3 separate regions of the Mus musculus genome follow, and all the other regions are linked to region 2. A link is a contact called in public ChIA-PET and HiChIP or PLAC-seq data. All regions are on one chromosome and are shown on one strand. Each heading gives the region's core, a stretch centred on a gene start, on an enhancer-like site or on the middle of the called end of the contact. The rest is flanking DNA. Distances are from core to core; before and after follow the strand shown.

What was found. ChIA-PET counts read pairs in DNA pulled down with a chosen protein or histone mark. HiChIP or PLAC-seq counts read pairs in DNA pulled down with a chosen protein or histone mark.
Region 1: an RNA polymerase II ChIA-PET map of effector CD8 T cells shows a contact between it and region 2, with 36 read pairs. The contact joins the enhancer-like site here to the promoter of Pdcd4 in region 2. A contact is called at or near these places in 3 of 484 Hi-C or Micro-C datasets (CD4 T cells, CD8 T cells and embryonic stem cells) and 7 of 115 datasets of contacts at active chromatin or transcription factors (bone marrow-derived macrophages, double positive thymocytes, effector CD8 T cells and 4 more).
Region 3: a contact with region 2 is called in a FOXA1 HiChIP or PLAC-seq map of pancreatic cancer cells. The contact joins the enhancer-like site here to the promoter of Pdcd4 in region 2. A contact is called at or near these places in 1 of 484 Hi-C or Micro-C datasets (CD8 T cells) and 1 of 115 datasets of contacts at active chromatin or transcription factors (pancreatic cancer cells).

Annotation. Positions count from the first base shown.
Region 1 is chr19:53,420,137-53,423,511 of GRCm38.p6, reverse strand. No RefSeq gene overlaps it. Among named protein-coding and RNA genes, the nearest start is that of Smndc1, 31 kb to the right of the region's middle. Within about 2 kb of position 2,036, at least 341 of the 459 cell types and tissues checked have an H3K27ac peak or open chromatin away from gene starts, as enhancers often do. A contact at or near this core is called in CD8 T cells, bone marrow-derived macrophages, double positive thymocytes and 3 more, where this site is marked.
Region 2 is chr19:53,900,968-53,904,762 of GRCm38.p6, reverse strand. It overlaps Pdcd4 (programmed cell death 4), which reads right to left and starts at 1,412. Exons shown (of 12, transcript NM_001168491.1): 1 at 1,275-1,412. Gm30990 (basic salivary proline-rich protein 2-like) reads left to right here and starts at 159. Exons shown (of 8, transcript XM_030251154.1): 1 at 159-180; 2 at 691-3,795. The coding sequence starts at 159. The coding sequence ends at 1,892.
Region 3 is chr19:53,450,195-53,453,859 of GRCm38.p6, reverse strand. It overlaps Mirt1 (myocardial infarction associated transcript 1), which reads left to right. Exons shown (of 10, transcript NR_028427.1): 3 at 2,096-2,238; 4 at 2,357-2,447; 5 at 2,668-3,665. Among named protein-coding and RNA genes, the nearest start is that of 4833407H14Rik, 8.6 kb to the left of the region's middle. Within about 2 kb of position 2,324, at least 65 of the 459 cell types and tissues checked have an H3K27ac peak or open chromatin away from gene starts, as enhancers often do. A contact at or near this core is called in pancreatic cancer cells, where this site is marked.

The DNA.
Region 1 (3,375 bases), core at 787-3,286, 480 kb after region 2:
TCCGGGGTAGCCTCGGCGCCCCCATGCTGTGCGCTCTGCAGGTGTGCGGAGACTCCTCCCCCTCCGCCAGCTCGCCACTCCCCCTCCCCCAGGTTTGCCCACTTCCTCTTAGCCATCCGCTCAGCTTTTGGCACCTCACCCCTAGCGCCTGGCCCTCTTCTGTCACAGCAAAGTGATGTTCAGTTTTGTATGTATTTGTTTCAGCTCTGTGTGGCCCATTACATGAGAAGGTCACTGTGAGCAGGACCTGGATCCTTGGTGTCTGGGGCTCCCTGCAGCCACTCACTAAGGTAAATCAATGATGGCATGGAGTAGTGTTCTAGTTTCCTTACCGTTGCTATGATAAAACACTCCGACCAAAAGCAGTTTAGTGGAGGGAAGGGGCTTCTTGGCTTACACTTCCGGGTCACAGTTCATCACGGAGGAGAATCAGGGCAGGAACTGAACCAGGAGCTTGAACCAGAAACCATGGAGGAATGCTGCTTGCTAGCTCATTCTTAATGGAACTTTCTTATTCAGCCCAAGACCCATCCGACACAGGGACTGATGTCACCCACAGTGGGCTGGGTCCATTTTTATCAATTAACAATCGAGACCATCCGCCACCCCCATAGACATGACTACCCGCCAATCTGATCTGGGCAGTCTCTCAACTGAGACTGCCTTCTTGGGTGACTCTTGGCTGTGTCAAGTTGACAGTTAAAGCTAACTGAGACATATGATTTTGGACTTTGACTACTGAAATAAATGACCTCTGCCCCTCATTTCTGAAATCTTAGACAGGCCTGAATGTAGCTGGGTGCTTGCTTCAACCTCTAAAGCACAGAGGAATGGCGAGTGGGGTCCTGCTCCTCAGAGCTGAGGTTCCATCCAGCAAGGGCACACATCCAAACTGGCCTCTCGGATTGTTCTCGGTCTTCTGCTGCTCTTTAACAGCCCATTGGATCTGGGACGGCATCTTGCCCCCGTTCCCACTCCCACTCCCAGCTAGCCTGCCCACTAGTGGTTGAGAGACTATCAGTCACGGTTCTAAGGATGGGTTTCTCCTGAGGACTGCAGGCACCAAGGCATAATTAAGGAACTCGAACAGGTCCTTCTGCCTTCTGGGCTCGCCTCCAAATAATGGCGCTGCGCAGAGAGTAGCCTGTTATTCACACGATCCCCCCCCCCCCCCCCCCGTTTAGGTGGAATATCTTCTTCTTCTTCTTCTTCTTCTTCTTCTTCTTCTTCTTCTTCTTCTTCTTCTTCTTCTTCTTCTTCTTCTTCTTCTTCTTCTTCTTCTTCTTCTTCTTCTTCTTCTTCTTCTTCTTCTTCTTCTTCTCCTCCTCCTCCTCCTCCTCCTCCTCCTTCTCCTCCTCCTCCTCCTCCTCCTCCTCCTCCTCCTCCTTCTCCTCTCCTCCTTCTCCTTCTCCTCTCCTTCTCCTTCTTCCTCTTCTTCTTTTTTGTAACCTGACACCCACATCTTCATGACTGCAGCTGTGTATAACTCTCACAAGGAGGGAACCCTGACCACCAAATTCTTCCTCCTTCCTCCTATTTCTCTCAGTGTTGGGATGGTAGAGGTGAGGTGAAAGATTTATGCCACAAAGAGGTACAAGCCATTTTCTCCTCCGAGGCTCCTGCTGGGGGTAAGGGGTGGGTGAGGAGCCCTGATACCAACAGCTATGGACTAGCCTCCTCTTAGCAGTCAGCTTCTCTGCTTTCCAGAGTCCCCAGCAGCTGGAGGTGGGGTCTGACCTTGGACATCAGGGAACAGCACGCGCAGGGGCTAAGTGACCTCAGTTCGGTAGATAGGTGTCTGCTCCTAGAAACTGCCTTATTCCCCCTCACTATGCTCCAGTTCCTTCCTCCCGGCCACCTCAGGTGAAAAGATCTGCATGAAATTCTTTTGCCTTTTCTTGCAGCCGCCAAGTCTTTAACTTTCTTGCACCAATCGCCTTTTCAGGAGGACAAGAAATGAGCTATGATAGGCTATTCAGGAAGTTGAAGACAGCTGATTGGTGCTAATGGGTGTGGGGCGGGCCCTGCCTCTGTCCCATTCTTTCTAGTTAATCATGAGAGAGGCTTTTAACAGAGTCCTACAACCTGGGTTGACTTGAGCCGTCCCTCACTGCCTGGCTGACTCGTCTCTGAGCGTCTTGATAGGGGCCCACCACATCCCTTCCCACCTTACTCAGCTGGTGACTCTGTCTTAGATCACTGCTCCGTGGCTTGAGCACTTTGTCTCTGCTCCGGAAGAGGTTTTGCTCTGTCATAGCTCTCCTCCTCCAGAGGCCAGTGCATCAAAAGAGAGTCAGCACCCTGTAAATAGTTGTGATCCTAGGTGAGTGGCAGGTGTCACACACGCGTGTGTTGCTTGCCGTGACGAAAATGCAATGCGCAAGCAGAAAGCAACAATTGGTTCTTTGTTACAGCATTCCACGCTGGGTTCCATCCAGCATGGCTCCATACCTTTGCGGGGGGAGGAGGGGGAGTAACTAATGACTGCCTCGGATTCCTAAGGGTGAAAGGCTTAGAGGCACTGGGGGGCGGGGTGGCGGCGGGGGAGGGCGGCTAATGCAACCCAGTGTGAAACTCTGCCTCTGTCTGCTATGCTCTCCTTCTGTGAACTCCAGTACTTGATCTCTTGGTATCCCTAGTTTCCTCATGACTAAAATGGGACTGATCATAGTATTAAATAATCTTATGCGTAAAGCATTTACAATGTTGGCTAGCACACAGTAAGCACCGTACAAATTTGCTATTATGAGCACTAAGTGTCACTCTGAAGAGTTCCGTTCTTTTGTAACTAGGAAATGTGATTCTTTTTCCTTAGTTTTCCAAAAGAAGAAAAAACAAAAGAAAGGAAGGAAGGAAGAAAGAAAGAAAGATAGATAGATTTTATTTTATTTATATGGCTGGGCGTGGTGGTACACACTTTTAATCCCAGCACTTGGGAGAGACAAAGACAAGTGGGTTTCTGTGAGTTTGAGGCCAGCCTGGTCTACATAGTGAGTTCCAGAACAGCCAGAGTGAGACCCCCAACTTTAAAATGTGTGTGTGGCCGGGTGTGGTGGCGCACGCCTTTAATCCCAGCACTCGGGAGGCAGAGGCAGGCGGATTTCTGAGTTCGAGGCCAGCCTGGTCTACAAAGTGAGTTCCAGGACAGCCAAGACTACACAGAGAAGCCCTCCCTGTCTTGAAAAACAAAAACAAAAAACAAACAAAAAAGAATAAAATGCGTGTGTGTGTGTGTGTGTGCACATATGCATGTGTGTGTGTGTGTGTGTGTGTGTGTGTGTGTGTGTGTGTGCACATATGCATGTGTGTGTGTGTGTGTGTGTGTGTGTGTGCACATATGCATGTGTGTATGGCTGCGGAGACTAGAGATGTTGA
Region 2 (3,795 bases), core at 163-2,662:
AATTACTTTGACATTTTGGAAGTCAAGTTTAGACCACATGTTAACTAGAAAATGACCTTAATTCTTCCCTGGGATGCAGTCACATTAATTAGCAACTTGCATTCTGCTAAGAGCACTCTACAACAATAACGCAAAAGCAACCACTACTGAGAGCAACCATGTACATTTATTTTTGCAGCCGTAACAAGTATTTTATTTTCCTCTACTCTTACCACGAGATAGATATAGATATATAGATAGATATCGCACGCATATTATGGATATAAATACGAGCACGAATATATATGCTAGGGCCTTCCCCTAAAATTTCAAACTCTTAAATCAAGAGTATTACAGCTGTGAAGCTATCAAAATGTCTTAAACGCAGCTCGTAGGCCTCACACCCACCCCTCACCCAGGCCCGGAGCCGCATTTTGAATCATTCATAGCAGGTAGTCGACTACAGAGGCTGGTTTACAGAGCCAGTTCCCAAGGAGGGGCTCGGGGAAGATAGGCGAGACCTACATCTGCAGTTCTGAGGCTGTTCAGGGAAAGCAAAAACAAAAAACCAAAACCAAAAACCAAAAAGCACGCCCTCTACGTACATTACAGTAGCGGACAGCCACGGGCAGCAGACACAGCATGCGTTCACAGAGAGGGGGCTCCCTTCTCGGCTTTGTTTTCTCTAGGTTGTATTGTACTTTTTTTAAGGGACCCTGTACAGGAGACTGCAAGGAGGAGTTGGCACAGGGCCGGGAGGGCAGCTGTCCCCGCCCCGTGCCCGCACCGACCGACGCCTGTCCCGCAGGACCCCAACCCTCCGGCAGCGGGCAGGGCCGGCCGAGGCGGACCAGGCCTCGGTTCGGGGCACCGACCCCTCACCGGATCTCCGTCCGGACGACACCCCTCTCCTACCGTCCCGTCCCCCGCGTCCAACTGCGTCGGACCGGGCGCCCGGAGGCTCCTCTCACCGCGAGCGCACGCAGCCACGCACGCCCGGCCGCCGGGGATGGGGCTGCGGAGGAGGGGGCGGGCCCGTGCTGCAGCTCCCCGGCCCGACCGACCCGGCCTCGGAGAGCGAGCACCGGCAGCTCCCCGCAGCCCCGGGCGTTGGGCGAGCGCCGGTGGCCGGAGGGCTCCAGGGCCAGCGTGGACAGGGACCGAGCGTCCCGACCCCCGCGGCGAGGCCTCCACGCCCCCTCCCCCTCCCAACGTGCGGCAGCCTCCGCCGACCCGGGCCTAAGGGACGAGGACGCCGCCCGCCCGAGCGTGCGAGCCGCGCCCACAGTACTGACCCCCTCGGGCCGCCGCCGCTCGCCCGGGTCTCCGGTCCGCCGGGCCCCGACCCCGTTCCTCAGCCTCCGCCGCCGCTGCCTCGGAGCGCCTCTGGCCCCGCTCGCTCTGTTTGTTTTTGTTTTGTTCTACCCAGTAACACGGGGGCGACGGCGTGGCGTCTATTGGCCGAGAGGAGGACGTCCCGCAGCCAATCGTGGCGGCCGAGCTGCAGCCGAGGCGGCGAGGCAGAGCTAGGGGAAGTGAGACGTGGAAATAGGGGCGGGGCTCAGGGGGGCGGGGCGCCGTCGGCGCATGCGCGCTGGGCTTGGGACCCGCTCGGCCACCAGCCAGAGTGGGGGTTAAGTGCAGAGGGCCGGGTTGTGAAAGCGGGCGGAGGGCTGTGCCGGGCTGGGGGCTGGGGGCTGGGGCGCGGCTCGTGGACCAGACCGGCCAGTCCTCTCTACAGGGCGTCTCAGCCCAATTCTAGGGCGGTTGTGGATTTCCTGAGGTCCCCACTATTTCTGGGCGTCTGGGAGAATCTGCAACCACTACTTAACTTCTGCCCGCTGGTCCTTGCTCTCGCGTGGCTCCTGCCGTGTGTCCACGTGCTCAGGAAGTTTCTCGCAGGAAAAGCCTAACCCCTTTGAGATAAAAATCGCTCCCTTTTCCCAGATAAAGAGATACAAAAACTGAAGTCCCTTTGCTAACCAGCCAGGCCACTATGGTGCTTGCATTCTTTCCAAAGCTGGGTTTCTCAACCATGGCTATGGTTTGTGTATTGAATCAGCCCTCTCTAGCTGTCTTCTGTGACGTTTCCTTCTGGCTGCCATCTCTAGCCTTCATTTTGTCTCGGATGTTATCGCCTGAGATAATGTGCAGCACCGTATGTTCTTCCTGTGCACCTGGAAAGTGACTGACCTGCTTTCTCTGGCCATGTTTACCTTTAGTCTGAATGGCAATACCAGAATGTTTCCCTTGGTCTTTTCAGAACTGAACTGCTCGATAGCAACCACCATCCCCTAACGTGGGCCTTTCTACCCCGGCTCTTACTGCCTGGTGTTATCTAATGTTCTTCACACACACACACACACACACACACACACACACACACACACCTTCACAAGCTCCCCACTGCCTCCCTGGAGTGCCTGCTTCTCAGCAGACACCCTAGAGCCCACAGTGCGACTTATAGGCTTCAAGGCTATGTCTGCACACCCTAACCCCTGGATACCCGTCCTCCTGAACCCACTTGGACAGCTCACTGCTCCGCATCCTCCCTTGTGTCTTGCCAGGTCTTTTATCATATCATCTCGAAATGTCTCTCCTAGATGGCCTCTCTGCCTGGTACATCTTATCCAAGTCTCTCAGCCTCCCTCAGTCTTTATCAAGTCTCATGCCAGTATGATCCATTTTCTGAAACCTGATTCCGCGGAGCACCAGCCAGTCTGCAGGGACTGAGGACATTCTGCCCGGCATTGTTTCATCTGAGTCCCAGTCCTGGCTTGTCCCACAAGCCCCGTGTCTCACTCACCCTTAGTATGGTGAGCTTGAGAGGTGCTTTGTAGATATATTATACCCATGTAATAAGTACGCCTTGTGCGAGCTCACAGAGAATCCCAAAAGTCAGTAGTCATCACCGGCTCTTGCTCGGGACTTCCTCACATGGCCAGCATCTAAAGCGTCACTTGGCACATGCTACTACATCCAGGCTTTATAAGGCAACTATCCCAAAATCAGGAGATAAGAATAAACAACTCCCATTTTTAAAAGGGAATCTTGGACCTTTAAAAGAGTCTGTTTAGGAAATCTGCCCCCTGGGAAAATATTGTCTAATTGCTCCCTGGGGGGGAAAAAGGCCTAGTAGAGAATAAAACATTCAAATCCCTTCTGCTAACCATCTCCACCCTCACCCTGATACCTGAAATTCCCAAACACACCTTAGTATGTGGTTGACCAGTTTGGACAAAATAGGAATGATGTTCTTGTCCCAGCTGCTTAGTCTCTCTCTATAACAACCCCACTCTCTCCTCAAGACTTGTTTCTTTACCAGTAAAATTCAGAAGTACATGAATTTTTGTAGTACTTTAATAGGCATCCTGAAAAAAAAATGTAGGGGAGAAACTGTTTCATGGCCACGTCTTGGAAAGAACACCTTTCAACCAAGTTACATTTTCCTTTACTCCTAACTCTTTGGCAACTTTGGTGGCCAGCCTATGAAACTCAATGTCTCTCTATTTATTTAAACACAGAACTCTTTTTCTTCAAGATATCCTGGAATGTGTTGCAAGAAACCACTTTGGGACTATAGATGATGACAGACACTATCACCGACATTCCTTCCAGCCACACTGGATCCAGGAAACCTGTGCTGTTACAGCTAAATGTTCTAAAAGGATAAACATGAAAGAAATGCACTAGAAATAGGAAAGTAACCAGGTACCAAGAACTCTTGCAGAGCAAATCAATCTGCAGCTATTTATTGGCTGCCCAGTCTGTGAAAAGCACCTAACTAATCCAGCTGTGCTCTTGGCAAACTATAAA
Region 3 (3,665 bases), core at 1,075-3,574, 450 kb after region 2:
AGCTTTTGCAATGCAGTTGTCAGCAGCAGTCATGCAGCAGTAAGTGATGGAGGCCTGAGAAGTGACCTGTTACCATCTAATCTCAGCAGTCACCATTTGCCTCTCCACTGTCCCCTCCACGCCTCTGGTGATGGCTTAGTGACTCTCCTTGCCCAGCAGGTCGGTTTTCCAATTACTTCCAGCCGGGCCTGCTTTCCCCTGAATTTCATTTCCGGGCCTGTTGAAGCCAAATTAATTTTTAATCACCTTTGAGGTGTTCTGTTTAATTACCTGGGTTGAACTGATGAGAACAGTGTGTACGGAGGCGAAACTTTGGGGGTGCTTCTCAGGAACGGGGTGTGGGGTGTTTCTAGAGTGCTGTGCAGGTGGAGAGACATGGGATGCCCAGCAACATGACAGACTATGAGGACTATGACGGACGGTGTAAGAGAAAGAAGAGAACCTCGTGAGTCTGCCTCACGTGACACAACCCAAAACTTCCCCTTCAGATCCCTGCAAACGCCTGAGCTTGGAGTGGAGACTCTCACTTAGGAAGGAAAAATGAGCTGAGGATGTGCCAACAAACAGGCATGTGCCATCAAGGCCTGTTTATGGCTGAAACCCAGGTCCTTGTGCATATGAGACCAGCACTCTACCAACTGAGCTATGCGGGGACTCTGAAAACAGATTTTTAAAAATTCGGATTTTTATAAATAAATATATATGTGTGTGTGTGTGTGTGTATGAGTGTTTCCCCTAAAAGTTTGCATGTGTGTGCAGTGCTCTGTGAAGGACACCAAACCCCCCTGGAACTGCTGTTAAAGAAGATTATAAGCCACCAAGAATGGGTGTTGAGGATAAACAGCAGTCCAGCAGAAGAGCAGCGCTTGTTCTTGACCACTCGGCCCTCTCTCTAGCCCCAGGAAGTAGATTTCTAACATTATTTTACATTATTGAAGAAAGTTAAAGTAATACTTTGTGGTATGTTTTGTTGGAGACCAGCAGAATGGGTTTACACATTGCCCGTTGCCAACCCTCAGAGGCAGAAGCGAACAGTAGTGACACACACTGAATGGACCGCAAATACTTACTTCTAACCATTTCCAGAAAAAAAAAAGGCTCTCTGACCTTTGACCCAGGCCAGTTGTGACACTCTTCTCTCTTTTTCCCCCTAAGCTTCCTTGCAGCTAGGAGTGGCCACTTGTTCTCCTCAGTCAGGCAAAGATCTGCAGGGGAGACTGGTATAAAGCCCTGCTGTTCCAAAGGAAAGAGTGGGATGTGTCTGGGAACTCTCCCACCTACTTCCTGTCTGAACTGTGAGTTAGCCCTGGGGAGCCCACCCAGCCCTCTTTTAGAACCCATCTCCTGCTGAGAGACAGGAAGCACAGGGTCATGAGTTCAAGTAGAAGGGCTGGGTCCCCGTTGGCTACTGTCCAGGAGAAGCGGAATGCCTGCCCTGAGCACCTGCCCAGAGGTTAGGCTACTTGTAGCCTAGATCCGAGGAGCCACTTGTCTGCCAGGAACTTGTCAGTGGCTCCTGATTGCCAGACCCACATCAGTACATGGGAAAGTTATAAGGTAAACTAAGGTCCACTGTTGGATTCTGGGGTCCTAGAGGCAAAATTTCTCAGTGTTCCCTTATCCCCGAAACTCCTATAGCTCTCAAAAGATAATAATCAAAATAATGTTGGATGTTTTGGAGGATGTTTGAGAGATGAATAAATGAATGAATGGATGGATGAATGAATGAATGAATGAATGAATGGAAGCATATAGTTATCAAGAGGGAGCTACACAGAATTGAAAGCAGCCTGGAAAGTCTGACCTAGGTATTCTATTAGTTAACAAAGGAAACCGGGTTTCCATGAGTATAATTGGCTTTCCTATGGTCACAAGAGTTAGGAGGAAAAAAGTTGGGATCCCACCTTAAGGCTGGTTCAACTCCTTGGATACTGGCCTCTCCGGCCTCAGCTCCTTGGACATTCCCTGAGGCAATGCCAGACATAATCTGTAGAAGTAGGTGACAAATCTACCATCACCTAGGGGAAAGCATGAAAGGAAACTTGATGAGTTTGGACGACTGCCAGTCACTGCCTCTCTCCCTCGCATCCCCCAGTTCTGCTCCTAGAATTGCCAGGAACACGTCACCTCCTTAGCAGGTGCTCGGAACATATTTGGAAGATGAGTCCCCTCGTATCAGTGCACATTCCTCAGCAAAAAGTCACAGGCTGCAAAACTTCAAAAAAAAAAAAAAAGCAGGTAAGATGGATGTCATACCTCCTAGCTTCGCAATAGATTGGAATGTACATCCTTTGTTTCTGCATAAGCATTCTGCCACACTACGCAAGCCCAGGCTATTCATCACTTGCCATCATAGGAAAACGGTGTATGTGCTTCAGAGAGCCACCCACTGTGCCAAGCACGGCGACGTAAGCCGTCTCATTTGAACCTCCTCACAACAGGATGGGGTAAGTCTTTATGGCTGACCTTCTTTCATAGCTAAGGAATCTGAGCTTCCAAAAGGGTAAACTACCTTCACAAAGGCCGCACAGCCAGTTGGTGCCAGAGTCGGGTTCAAAGCTGGGTCTGTGCCTGCGTGGGATAAGAGGGGAGGTGGAATGTTGGAGATGCAGCTCGGTTGGCAGAATGCTTGCCTAGTGTACACAGAATCCCAAACTTGGTCCCCAGAACTGCATAATCTGGGCACAGTGCCCCATGCCTGTGCCCTAGCACTCAGCGAGTTGAGGAAGGAAGACCAGAAGGTACAGGGTCATTCTCGGCCATATTTGCGGTTTGCGGCCAGCCTGGGAGACCCAGACTTGGGCTAGTGAAGAACTGTGGATATGAACTGCAGGATTGCTGTAAGGAACAGCTGACACCCTGAACTCTGCACGGAGAACGCTGTAGTGAGAGAACTGTCGGGGAGAGAGGAACATGGTACCAAAGTAGGAATGGGTGAGGCTCTGTGTGCCCACAGGACATGTCCTTTCATGGGTTGTGGGTCAGGTTCAGCCACAGTGTGATTGCTCAGCTGATGTGTGTATGCTAAAGGGCAGGGTCCATGCATTAGGAGTGGCTGGGCTGGGCTGGTGTGGTGTGCTGTGTTTCCCGTGGGGATGGCGGTGATTCATTACCCTTCCCAGCCCGCTCAGCTTCTATCAGGGTTCAACTTGTAGTAAACAAGTCAGAAAATGCCATCTGGGTGAGAAAGAGACGGGGGGGGGGGGGGGGGCGGGGAGCTTCCGAGGTGACCCTCAGTGTCCTGTCAGCCCCAAATCTTCCTGGAAACTACACACTGGATCCACAGAGCTCAGAATCTCTCTCACCAATGGCAGAAAACCCTTCTTCACCCAATTTCCGATCTTTTTTTTTTTTTCTGGAATGTTCTAGAAACTCTACTCTCCTGGGATGATTCTGAGATATAACCACTCCAGCTTGCGCTGGGGGTGGGAGTGGGGGTGGGTGTTCTGCTGCCCAGAGGATATCTGTTGGGGTGCTTCTGGGAGGTGTGCATCAATAAATCAACCTGTGCATGCTATTAATCAACAGTTTCCCTGAAGTCTGGCCAGCGAAATTCAGGCTTGTTGTCTAAGTGAGTAGGTCTGACGTTCTCGGAGCAGAGAACACAGGAGACACAGTTCAGCCCGCAAGATGAATAAAACCACAATCACAACAAGAGCACAACT